Linked DNA regions of Mus musculus: region 2 is linked to region 1. A link is a contact called in public HiChIP or PLAC-seq data. All regions are on one chromosome and are shown on one strand. The core of a region is the stretch at or near the end of the contact, and the rest is flanking DNA. Distances in the headings are between cores, read along the strand shown. Region 1 overlaps Armc1 (armadillo repeat containing 1). Region 2 overlaps Mtfr1 (mitochondrial fission regulator 1).

Region 1 (6,452 bases), core at 1,869-4,368:
TTCTTTCCAGCTTCTGGCTATTATAAATAAGGCTGCTATGAACATAGTGGAGCATGTGTCCTTATTACAAGTTGGAGCATCTTCTGGGTATATGCCCAGGAGTGGTATTGCTGGATCTTCCAGTAGAACTATGTCCAATTTTCTGAGGAACCGCCAGACTGATTTCCAGAGTGGTTGTACCAGCCTGCAATCCCACCAACAATGGAGGAGTGTGCCTCTTTTTTTTTTATTATTATTATTAGGTATTTTCCTCATTTACATTTTCAATGCTATCCCAAAAGTCCCCTATACCCACCCCCCCAATCCCCTACCCACCCACTCCCCCTTTTTGGCCCTGGTGTTCCCCTGTACTGGGGCATATAACGTTTGCAAGTCCAGTGGGCCTCTCTTTCCAGTGATGGCCGACTAGGCCATTGTTTGATACATATGCAGCTAGAGACAAGAGCTCCGGGGTACTGGTTAGTTCATATTGTTGTTCCACCTATAGGGTTGCAGTTCCCTTTAGCTCCTTGGGTAATTTCTCTACTGTCTTAATCCACATCCTAGCCAGCATCTGCTGTCACCTGAGTTTTTGATCTTAGCCTTTCTGACTGGTGTGAGGTGGAATCTCAGGGTTGTTTTGATTTGCATTTCCTTGATGACTAAGGATGTTGAACATTTCTTTACAGACCTTATTTTTAAATATCAATGTGATGCTCAAAAAGGTTTGGAGTTGGAAAGTAAAATTTTATTTTTGATTAATAAATTTTCTCTGCTCATGAAATAAGCCAATTCAGGCCAAATTACAGATATAAAAGCAGCTCTTGACAGGTTCACTGAAATGGGGCCAGGAAAAAATCACTATATAGACGGGGGGAGGGGGGGACAGACAGAGAGGGATGGAGAAGGATGGGGTGGGGTGGGGGAGAGAGCGAGCTAGAGAGAGCTCAAAAAGAAGAGGAACCTAGGGAGGGATGGAGAGGAAAACGGAGATGGAGAGATGGGTCTGGGGTGACTGGAGGGCCCTTTTTGTACACGTCACACACCTGGTTCACACACCTGGTACAGGCAGGTGATGATGCAGTCCGTTGCTAGGTCCTTGAGAACAAGCCAGTGGACTAGCCTGTGTGTTAACGGGGTAAGTGTTATGGGTCCCTGGTTTGAAGCCCAACACAGATTTCTAAACCTTATTTTATACGTATGGTTCCCAAGACCAGACAAAAGATACTTAACCTTTCATAACGTTTTATTTTTATAAGGTTTGGCAGTAATATTTCCTTCTTTATTCCCAAGTTTAGTTGTTGGCTTTTTCTTGGAAGTTAAAGGTTTATCAGTTTCATTGACCTTTTCAAAGACCCAAATGTTGTATTACACTTATTACCGTTTAAGTTGGGGGTGCACATGTGACCGTGAGCGGAGGCTGCTTCTCTTGAGCCTGTCCTAGGACCAAGCCCTGGCCTCAGACCTGGTAGCAGGCTCTCTTAAGCTCATCCTGCTCTCATTAGTTCTGTGGGTTTGGACTTTTTGCTTTGTTTTTTGATTTCGCTTGTTTGTTTTGCTTGTTTTGAGATTTGGTCTCACTTTGTATCCAGTTTGATCTTGAACTCAGGCAGTTGTGCCTCAGCCTCAGGAATGCTGTGTGCTCTAGTTATAGGAATGTGCTGCTATGCTGGGACTGAGAACCAACTTTTTAAAGGACACCAAGGTTTTATTGAGAAATAAAGTTAACAGTTCTTAGCAGCAGGGAGTAGTCCCCAAAATGTGCCAAGAGCCGCCTTTTGAGAAAGATTTTTCTCATTTAAGAACTTTTTTCATGCTCTCAATCTGTTATTCTGTCTAGCTGCTTCAAAGCAACTATTTACTTTCTTCTTCTCTTCCCTTTCCTCCCATCCCCTTCCCCCTCCATGTATCCACCTCCTTCCTCCCTCTTCCTCCTCCAGTTCCTCCCTCCCCCTCTCTCCTTCCTTGTTCACTTTCTTCCAGCCCCTTCTTTCCCCCTCCACTTTTCCCAGCCCTTGCCTCTCTGCCTACCCACTTTCTCCCATCCCCCTCCTCCTCTACTTTCTTGCCTGACTTTTACCTCTCTTCCCCTCCCCCCTCCCAACAGTTCTATAGCCTTCATTATTGCAACTTGAACAGTCAACTTTCCAACTTGATTTTCATATGTTCCAAAGCCCTCCTCTTACTTTTGTTTAAAATGGTTTTATTTTTGATGGATGTGGACTCCATGTTGACTTTCTTCTACTGCACTTTGAAATAGCCATACACCATGTTGTGTTCAGAATCCTGCTGTCATTTGTCTTGTCTTCCTCCCTCCTCTTGCTCCCGCACTGCCTGCTCCTCAGTTGTTCACGTCCTTACTGGCTTGACTGATGTGGATGTCCCTTTCCTGGGCCAAGGCAGAGCAGCCTTGCCCAGCCAGCTTTAGGGCACACAGCGTCTCAGATGATAGGGTTGTGCTCTGGAATCTGAGTTTGAAGCTCTCCTGCTAGCAGGAGCCCAGTCTTTTCTTTGTGTGTTTTTCTGTTTCCATTTTATCTAGCTTCTTGGCTTTGTGAATTTAAATTTGTGGCAGATTTGTATGGATTTTCCCATCATATCTTCAAAACAAAATTTTCTCCCTTTTTCCTGGATCTGTCAGGGATTCTTAATTATGTGCTGTCTGCCACTTGAGATTTCTTCAAGTTCACTGGGGTCCTGTTTACTTCATCCCTTCTCTTACACTTAGGATAGATCCTGTTTCTGTGTTCCTTAATATCTTCGCTGAGTGCTGAGTTTGTTATTATCCTTCCCCAGTATGTCTTATAAACATCGTTTTCACAGTGTATTTTCACGTTTTGACTTAGATATTTTATGATGTCACCATTGCACATTTACACTCTATCTTCTTGAACGTAGAAACATTTTAGGAAAATTGTTAATGCCCCTGTGCACTAACTCCACCACTTGTATTGTTTCTGAATATATTGGCTTTTCTAGTTTAGTGTAGTGTTTGTTTGCTTCTTTTGAATGTCTGGTGGCAGATATTTTGTGCTTTGTGGAACACAGAATTCATTTGTATGCACAGCCTGTAATTGCTCCTCAGCTCTATTCTGTTTTGTTTGGGTTTTCAAGACAGAGTCTCTCTGTAAATCCCTGTCTGTCCTGGAACTCCCTCTGTAGACCAGGCTGCTACCCTGCCTCCTGAGAACTGGAACTAAAGCTGTGCCCCACTATCCCTGCTCAGCTTTATTGTGTACCGACTGCTGCTTGTTAGTGGTTGGGTCTTGAGCTCTGGTTTAAAGTTTTACTATGTAGGACCATGCTTTTCAACCTAGGGATAAGTTTGGTACACTGCTGAGGCAATGTTCTTCCCACCCTGTGGACTTACAGTTATTGTCTAGTGTAGTCCGTGAGGATATGATGCATTGCTAACCTAGTGTGAGCCGATAGAGTTGTTCTTTCTGCTCCTCCCCAGCAGAGTTTTGCTCAGTCTCAGGTTCCTTCCTAGCATCCATGCACTGACCATCAGTCAGCTCGCAGTGACCACTGCACACCTGACTCTGGAGACAGTGGCTGTCTCTCTGTGTGGCTCCTTCCTCTTTTGTCCTTCTCTCATTCTTAATTTGCTTTGCCCTGAGAATTATATTTGCTTTATTTTACGTCCCTTAACTTGGTCCTGAATTCAGGGAGGCTTCCGAGTTCTGGTTGGTTTCTGTTAGATTTTTTTGTTGCTATGTCAAACTACTTAACAGAAACAACTCAAGAAAGGAGTTGCTTATTTTGGCTTATAGCTTTTAGTTCATGATTCCTGAGCCTTGAGGCTTTGGGCCTGAAATATGCTGTGACAATGTCTGTGGATAGGGCTAGGGCGGTAGAGGTGGCTGGCTACCCTAGAAGTGGGAGTATCTGCAGGGGCTTTCTTCTATTCCATTTTTCTTCTGTCTGGGGCTGCAGCGTAAGGGATGCCCTCACAGACAACATACTAGAGATGTTCTTACTGGGAGTGTTTTGTGTACATGTGTACAGAGTTCATGGAGGCTGGAAGAGAGTGTTGGATCCTCTAGAAGTGAAGGCACAGACGGTTGTGAGCTGCCATGTGGATTCTGGGACTTGAACCTACTTATTTTGGAAGAGCAGCCAGTGCTCTTATTTAACCCTTGAGCTGTTTCTCTGGCCACAAGCTATGCTCTCCTAATCTCCTGCTCATTTCCCAGTTCTGTCCAGTTGACAGCCAAGATTAGCATCAGTTTCATTTTGCTCATCTCAGTTTCTTCTTTCAGAGATGTTACTTTTCCAGTATCTAAGCATCAGGAGGTTTTTTTTTCAATAATATTTTGTATTTCAAATTGTTTAATTGTTTTTATAAAGACAATTCATAACGTTTCACTTTATTTGGGGGCTCAAACATAAGGTTTTAAGGTTTAGTAAATAAGTATGTGTGTATTAGGGGGTGCTTCTACAGTCTTTATTTACTGTGACAGGACCAAATATGTTAACAAATAACTTACTGAAACTGAGCTACAAAAGCCCAAAACATTTCTAGAAAATTCTAGAAATTTTCTGATAAATGAAAATTGGTTAAGTGGAATACATTAATATACATAAAATATCTCCAGTGAATCCTGTTGATTATGTTGAGTATGGGAAACAGTTACTTTTCAAAGTTAACACAAAAATCCCAAAGGGGTAAGGTTCAGCACATGAGAATATTTGGTGTGCAATCATGAGGACCTGAGTTGTATCCTCTGCATACATGAGTGCACATATGCAAATACATACATGTTTCCCACCCTCCTCTCTCATATATACCACACACTCAAACTTAACTGCTCACAAATATAGGCCAATATACAGTAATTGTGACTGTGTTTGCCAAAATCTGAAATACAGCCGAATTGATGAGGATAGTCTCCTGAAGGTCAAAGCAAAAGGCAGTTTCTTAATTACAGGCACTGGATAGCGATAATGAGAAAAGACAAATCGAATAAGATGTGTTGAAGTGGGAGATGGGAGAATTAGCACCCTGCTTTAAAGTATAAAGGTCATGTGTAAAGGTATCTATTACCCTCCTGTTGTAATTATTCTCTTGAAACTTCCTGCCTCTGTCAGTCCTAGTCCTGGGAGCTTCTAGCCTCTGTACAATCGGATCTAGGCCTAGAATATTTTCAGCCTCTGAGACTTACTGCTGAACTGTCGCACCCTTTCTTATTCTTTCAGTACTCTGCCTAGCTGGATGAACTCAGCTGTTCTGTCTTAAACTCCTCTCCTAACTGACTCGTTCAATCTGGCTCTCTCAGCCTCTCCACCTTTGCTTGGCCTCAAACTAACTCTGGCAATCTGTTCTAATCTTCTGGCTTCTAATCTTCTGTTCTTCTCTGGCTCGTCCTGCCTTCACCTGTGTCTACCTTGTTCTCTCTTCAACGTGTCTCTAGAAAACTCTTCTGGTAAAACTTCCTCCTTTTCATGTCTGTCTGTCATCCGTCCATTTGTCTGCACTGCTTTCTTAAGTAGTTTCCCTTTCCTCCCTTTCCTCATGAGAGTTAGATATATCCTATTCTGTCAAATCTTTCTCGGATTGGTCACTTTGTCTGCCACTCAATTAGACATAACTTCAAATGGATACTTCCTTCTACAAACTAACTTTACTTTCATTGTTTGAGATTAAATGTGTATACTAAGGGCAAATCTGTATTCCAGCCAGAGGGATTAAAGATGTGTGCTAAGGGTGAGGCACCACAGCTAGAAACAGGTTTTTCCAGTAAACAACATAGTCTCCGTGTTCACAGTGTGGTCAAATATCTTCCAATAGCCATGTGTTACAGTGTCAATACTAACAGAGGAAAATAAAAACCAAAAAGATAATATTGATAATACTTGGAATTGCCATGAATGATGAACTATTTATAAGGGACAATGACTTAAATTCCAGATGCTTTTAATTCTACCATAACCCTAAAGATTTTTTCCAATATATTTTTGTTTGTTTTTTTGTTTTTTGTTTTTTGTTTGTTTTTCGAGACAGGGTTTCTCTGTGTAGCGCTGGCTGTCCTGGAACTCACTCTGTAGACCACCGTGGCCTTGAACTCAGAAATCCACCTGCCTCTGCCTCCTGAGCGCAGGAATTAAGGCATGCACCACCACTGCTCGGCTCCAAAATATTTTTATTGACCATTTGGGAATTTCACATCATATACCCAATCATAGTCACTTTCCAGTTCTTTCAGGTCTACCCCCCCATTTCAAGCCCCTCCCCTTGCATGCCCAAAATAAGAGAAAACCAAATCCAACTAGAGATTCTTAAACTAGAGTAGACTGTGTCAGGCATACCATATGCTCTCTGTTGTACTTGTCAACTCTGTCTCATCATTAAGCTGCAGTCAGATGATATGTAAGTAAATGAGTGTGGCTGTCTCAGGAGAACTGCACAGAAATGGCTGAAGGACTGCAGTTTGATCACCTTTAAGCTTGAGGAACCTCTGTTTGTCTGTTTT
Region 2 (6,452 bases), core at 1,674-4,173, 77 kb before region 1:
AGGGAGAGCTCCAGAGCTGACCTCTCAGAAGCCAGACCTCCTGCTGCTTTCACTGCTTCTTACTCCTCTAGTTGGGCTCAGAAGGAAGGAGACCAATGAACACTACAGCAAGGAATTTACTAAATACTGGTGATTTCTCCTAGACAAACTCAGCTCTGCAAGCCAACTGGTGAACCAGGAGTCTTTCTGAATTCATTGTCCATTAGGAGTCGGGAACATTTTCAATTAAAGCCTTCATTTTCCCTGTAGACTTCAATATATGTGGGCCAAACTGGAAAAGAAAAAAAAAAAAATCCAAAGCATGGAATAAGTCAGCAAGTATCTTCATGCAAACAACAGGCAGGAAGGAGTTCCTATTCGTGTGGTCTACTCAGTCTCTGTGTGGTGCAGCATATACCTCACAAGCCTATGTCAGATCTCACTGGGAAAACTCACCAGGCACCCCTAGGAGAAAATGATCCTGTCTAATTTTGAGTAAATCTTTTAAAATCTGAATACAAACACTATACTTTATCATAATGAAAATTATTATTAGATTGAGTTTCACTTCATTATACCTAAAGACAAAAATAAAACCCTGCAGGGAAAATTTAACATTGGAAAGTGAAACCCAGGGTTAAACTCTGCTTTTTTTCACTTAGGTTTCTCTGTAAGTTTTGGATTTCCAAACAAACTAAGTTTTACAGTGAGAAAAGTAGAAATACAAACAAACATGTCATCCTTGCTGGTCACAATGGCACAACTACTTTAATCCCAGCATCAGAGGTAGAGGTAGCAAGATCAGGATTTAAGCCAACCCTGCTACACACCTAGTTTAAGTCCACGCTGGATTTCCTAAGTCCCAGTTTCAAACAAAAGATCAATGATCCTTACCCGCCCAGCTAGCTACAATCTCCATATTGGTACAGAGTCCAGCAGCATCCAGCAGGAGACACAAGTCAATGGCTTAGATATGGATCTCCACCTAACATGCTACTTACTACTCACCAGGGCTGGCTCTGAGGTGGCCTCTGACTCTGGCTTTGGAATTCCTCTTTCAGTTTCTCCTTGGCTATTGTGTCGATATGCAAACTTCTTTTTCAGAGCCTCTGCTATGAAGGCAGCATGGTCAGTATCCGCTGGCCTGGGTTTTACATCTTTCTCTGACCTTTGAGAAAGGAGCAGAAACCAAGGGGACAGGTCAATATGTGGATGTCCTTCAGAGGGTCTCTGTGGACAACAAACGGTGACTAAGCCACTGCTAGTAGTAGGAGGGACACTTGGACTTTAGAGCTCAACATGAGAGTGCAGAGTCAGATAAAGGGCCACTTAGGACAAGTCAGGGCTGCATCTTCCGGAAGTACCCAGTGATTCCAGGAGAGCCTGGGGGCATGCATCCTCTTGAGAGAGCTCAACAAGTGAGGGTGCCAGGCACCAAGACGGATGACCTCAGTTCAATCCCCAGGACTCACACTGAAGGCAAGGATTCAATCACAAGTCGTCTTCTGACCTTCCCACACATACTGAACCTTTTCTTAAAACAGGTAACCTTTTTAAGAAATGAGTTGGGCGTTAGTGGTCCATGCCTTGAATCCCAGCACTCTGGAAGCAGAGGTAGGTGGATCTCTGACTGTGAGGAAACAGAGTGAGTTTCCAGGAAAGGCAGGGGCTATACAGGAAAAAGAAAAAAAAAAAAAAAAAAAAAACTGTCTGGGGAATAAAAAACCAAAAAAACAAATGAGTCCACACAAGAGGATGACACTTGGTGGAATTGAGGAGCCATTCCCTGCCCTTGGCTATTCTGTGTAGAGGAGCTCTTAGAGCTGCAGACATTTCTCGAAGGGAAAATGGTTCAGCACTCATGTTATAAACCTGAGACTCCTAGTATTCAACGTGGGAGCCTCACCTCTTGACTGACCGTAGCTTCACACTGTTCATGTCTTTAAGGATCTCAAGCATATTTGGCATGTCAGGCTTCTTTGGGTGGCCCGTAGCCAAAGTCTTTCCAGCACTGAGTCTCTGCTCTCTTCTTTCTTTAATCAGATCAAGAGCAGACGTACTTTGGTGGAGTACCAACGGAAGGGGAGGGGGAGGAGGAGGAGGTGGTGGTGGTGGTGCTACAGTAACAGATGTGGAAGAATCTAAGCAACCTACAAAAGAAGCAAACAAGTTACTCTTTCTGGTAAGAGGCAAGAAAACATCGTGACAGACTTGTGTATCCCTAAAAGCAATGTCCTTAAAAAGAGTCTAGAGGGAAAATGCAATTCAGCTACTAAGAAAGGTCTGACTCTGAACCCAAACTCATCCCATGCAAATGAACACAGATGTTTTTAACGTTTAGACACACTTGTTTGTGGAGAGCAGCATAACCACTCTTAGCAGAAATATAAAGCAGTCTATACTCATACACATCTGTCCTCAATACATACTAGGCAGTTCAGCACTATCACAAGTATCACGAACACGTGACCATGCCAGCTGTTTATATGCCTATAATCCCTGCACTTGGGAGAACAAAGCGGCAGGATCACCAAATTCAAGGCCAACCTGATCTACATAAGGAATTCCAGGTCACTCAGATACAAAGAAAAACCTTGTCCCACAAAACAGTATCACACTTAATTTTCAAAGAAAAAAGTAAGTGTTAAAGAAATAAAATCCCTAATATTTACCCTTTTTGCCTAATCAAAGTTGGCTGTCTCTACTGCAGAACTATACAAATGAGAGCTTGGGGAAATCGTAACGTCACAACAGTTTTCCCCGGAGTACTCAGACCATAAGACAACAAAACAAACTGCAGAGTTATCTCCTATTTATGGTAGTTTCCCTAGTCTACCAGCAGAGGGAAGTAAAGAAAACAGTTTCAAGTTAATAGACAACAAGCCAGAACCTGCTATGCAAAGCACATGTCTATGCAAATCACTGAGATCACCCCTCCCCTTCTAGTGCCCAGTGCCCAAAGCACCATAAGCAACAGGATTCAGACACTGGGCACCTACGTGTCTCTCCAGGACCGTGAAATAACAGGAAAAACAACCACTACTTTCCAACAGACTACCAGGCTAGGATTTCAAGGCCATAGTTTCTTCTCCATGGGAAAAAATGTGCCACACAAATTAAACCAAGAGGATTAGATGAAATCCTGACTGGTTTCTACTCTACAAGAGAAAGAAAAGGGTCATTAGGTACCTGCTGTGTGTTTATTTATTACTTTCTATACATAATGCCACAGGGACTTGGTAATACAAGGACCGTTATACCCAATTTAGAGCAGGAAAGGAAAGTGGACCATCAGATGTTTACCTCAGGCCCTGCATGTGTAAATAGCTTCTCACAAGTCCTACCCAGAAACAGTTCCTTTCACCAGACACAAAGTCACGTTACATCCTCGTGTCTGAGAGGAGTGGTTATCAGATGGGGGAATCTAAACTTCCCATAAAGCAGCCATTCACAACAGCCCACTTCAAATGCAGGCATTTCAGAGTTTGCCAAGCAGATTTTTTTCCCTACTCTTCTCAAATTAAAGTCACACAGACATCATCGGGTTTTGTGCTGTCTTAGGCAAGACTAGAGAAGACACAGCTTGCACTGTCCAGTCACAACAAGCCACTTCAGGGGCCACATACCTGCACTTGGACTCTGTTGCTCCTGCAGGGTCACAATCTTGGCAATCTGAGCTCTAAGGGCAGCAAGCTCATTCTCAAGGGCAGAGATCTTCTGCAGGGCCTCCTCGCTGGCCAGCGTCCTCTCTGGAGAAGGCTTGTCTTGAGACAGGCTTGGGAAGGAAGTGTGCCTGCTTGGGGGCTTCTCAAAGCAAGGAGGGTCATCCTCATGAGGAGGCTTGGAACTGACTTCTGCCCTGCAAGGAAAGCATAAAGGTGGCCATCACAGGCTGTGAAGGAGACCTGAATAGACAGACACCTACACACTGCTCATCAGGGTATCACACAAGTCACTATTCCCCAGCTGTATGCCAGCACTGCCCCACTCCTTTCCTGTCTACAGAGCCTGTTGCTCCTCCACCACTGTCAAGAGGAAAGGCTGCCGATTGGTTTTGTTTTGTTTTCTTTTGTTTTTGTCTTCACCTAAAAAATTTCATCTTCCAAATTGCAATCTAATCATAACCACCGGGAAGCTCAAACCGAGAATGTCTGAGCCCTTCTGTAGGGTCCTGGCTTTGCCTTCTAGTACCAGCAATTCCTGTGTTTGACTAAGCACATCAAACAAGAAATATGGGAACCATGTAATCCAACCACATCCCAGAAGCCGAAAGGAGAGGGGAATCGTTAATGTCATTTCTCTCAAGCCCACACTGTCAAAGTCTGAACACTGGAAACACTGCTCCCTGAAGTCGGACATGCCAGTCGCTGGGAATGCTTCAAAATGCAAGAATTCTTCATGAGTACAGGAAGTAATCATAATTCCTAGTATGAAGATCACTAATTCAAAGTAGCCTGGACTGCACAGTACGCTGGACACTAACCTAAGCTACTCTAAAAAGCAGAAACAACTGCCCTGTGCCTGGAATAAGGACTTTAGTGTCCAGTTTCTTTTGCAGTTTAGGGAACATGTGGCTGAGCAGGTTAATAAAGCCTCAGACCTATTAGTCAGCAACTGAAGCCACTTAAGCCTCAGCCGCCTTCTGCGTGCTGAGTGAGGCCAGTGCAGTGCAGTGTGGCATTTCAGTGAAAGCAGGTAAAGGGGCAGCACACAGTGAGGACACTCGGGCTGGCTATCAATTCCAGCTATACTTACAAGTTTCTGAGAAAACAAAGAATTGGCAAGAAAAGGGGACATCCACATTTTAATCATTGTCCTCATAGCTTCTCTGTCACATGCAATCAGACTTTTTTGTTTCTGTTTTTGAGGAATGGCTTCACTCACTCTGCAGCTCTGGCTTCTTTAAAACTCTCTAGGCAGTAGCCTCGCTTTCTACCCACAACCCCAGTTCTGGGATTGCATGCAGAACAACCACACTGTTCCACCCAACCAAATGTTATTAATCACAGTATCAATTAAGCCCTTTAACAATTCAACTTTCACTTAACTTGACACTGCTGTTTACTTTGCTTGAGAGCTGTATAAATGACTTGGCTTTTGACTAGGGAAATGAATCTAGGTGTTTTGTTCAAATCTCTTTATACTTTAAGTTGTTAGAATGTTTGCAAGTTGCCTTTTCACCTGTAAGATTGGGAATGGAAAAACTTCAATAATAAATGTTGTGGGTTGCTCTGATGCTGTTTGTATTCTGATATTAATTCTGCTTCCTCAAGAGAGGTTGCCCCCAAGGAAAAGTCAAACACAGGTATTCCAGTGATCTCATATGAACCTTCTCCCCATTCTAACTAGTCAATAAAAGCTAGAGCCTGTGATTGGGCAGTGGAAGGGAAAGGTGGGACGAGAGGTTTTTGGGGAGTGAGGGAGGAGAAGGGAAGAAGAGGAGGAGGAGGAGGCCACGATGGGGCAGAACCACACGTAGCAAAGGGTCGTATAGCTGGGGAATCAGTTAGTATAGTGGTAGATCTGCCCAATCTAGGCATATAGCTTATAACTATAATAACTGGATTGTGTGGTTTTTTTATATGGGCTTATTGGGGTTGGAAAAACCAGCAATAAATAAACACCTATTCTTCCCTAGTCCTTAGCACACCTAACATCATAATAGCACCTTTTTAAATTGGGAATATGTGTAGAAGTGTTTGGATTCCAGAGCTCCGATTACTGTTTCCTTTTTTATCCTAATACTAAGAAAACCAGATAAGGAAATCTGTTTAAAATGTAGAGTGAAAAATAAATTCATAAGAACTTCCAAAAGGCTAGCCATGGTAAAACCTGTCTCCATCCCAGAACTTGAAGCAATAGGGTCATGAGTAGGCAGCTAGCCTGGACTATACAGAGAAAGCTTACCTGAGGGATGGGGATATAATGTAGTCCAGTCAGTTAAGTGATGGTTTGGCATGCACAAAACCCTGGCTTCATACCAATACTCCATAAAATTGGGTGTAGTACATAATGCCTACAGCCCCAGGAGTCTGCTTGTACAGGCTAGAGGGAGGGGTAGGAGTTCAACATTGTCCTTTATTACACAGTAAGTTCAAGAGCAGATTGGTCCACACGAGGCGCTGTCTCAAAAAAACAGGAGGGCCAGGAGGTAATTTAGTTGACATGCCATGTGGAGCTAAGTTTGATCCCTGGAAGCCATGTGAGAAGCTAGATATAGATGTGCATGCTTGTAACTTCAGTACTGTGGAGGCAGAGAAAGGTGGGTCCCTGGGGCTCAATCACCAGGCACCCTCACCTGATCTGCACGCCTCAATCCCAAGGAAACTTTGTCATAAAACAAGATGTACTAGAAGAATACCTGAGCCTGACCTCTGGCCTCCGCATGTTTGCATATGTGCATACATGTCCACAAACATGAATAAGCACTCACTGCACAGCACATACATACACAAAATAAGGCTTACATTTCT

What was found. HiChIP or PLAC-seq counts read pairs in DNA pulled down with a chosen protein or histone mark.
Region 2: an H3K27ac HiChIP or PLAC-seq map of neural progenitor cells shows a contact between it and region 1, with 3 times the contacts expected there. The contact joins two enhancer-like sites. A contact is called at or near these places in 4 of 39 promoter capture datasets (hematopoietic stem and progenitor cells, liver, second pharyngeal arch cranial neural crest and 1 more), 7 of 484 Hi-C or Micro-C datasets (the G1E-ER4 cell line, brown adipocytes, cerebellar granule neurons and 4 more), 2 of 115 datasets of contacts at active chromatin or transcription factors (astrocytes and neural progenitor cells) and 2 of 9 other capture datasets (adipose tissue and pancreatic islet).

The regions. Positions count from the first base shown.
Region 1 is chr3:19,135,782-19,142,233 of GRCm38.p6, reverse strand. The region is part of intron 4 of Armc1 (armadillo repeat containing 1); the gene reads left to right. Among named protein-coding and RNA genes, the nearest start is that of Armc1, 24 kb to the left of the region's middle. Within about 2 kb of position 3,118, at least 42 of the 459 cell types and tissues checked have an H3K27ac peak or open chromatin away from gene starts, as enhancers often do. A contact at or near this core is called in neural progenitor cells, where this site is marked.
Region 2 is chr3:19,212,857-19,219,308 of GRCm38.p6, reverse strand. It overlaps Mtfr1 (mitochondrial fission regulator 1), which reads right to left. Exons shown (of 8, transcript NM_026182.6): 5 at 3,606-3,838; 6 at 1,886-2,129; 7 at 988-1,147; 8 at 1-271. The coding sequence ends at 203. Among named protein-coding and RNA genes, the nearest start is that of Mtfr1, 28 kb to the right of the region's middle. Within about 2 kb of position 2,923, at least 64 of the 459 cell types and tissues checked have an H3K27ac peak or open chromatin away from gene starts, as enhancers often do. A contact at or near this core is called in neural progenitor cells, where this site is marked.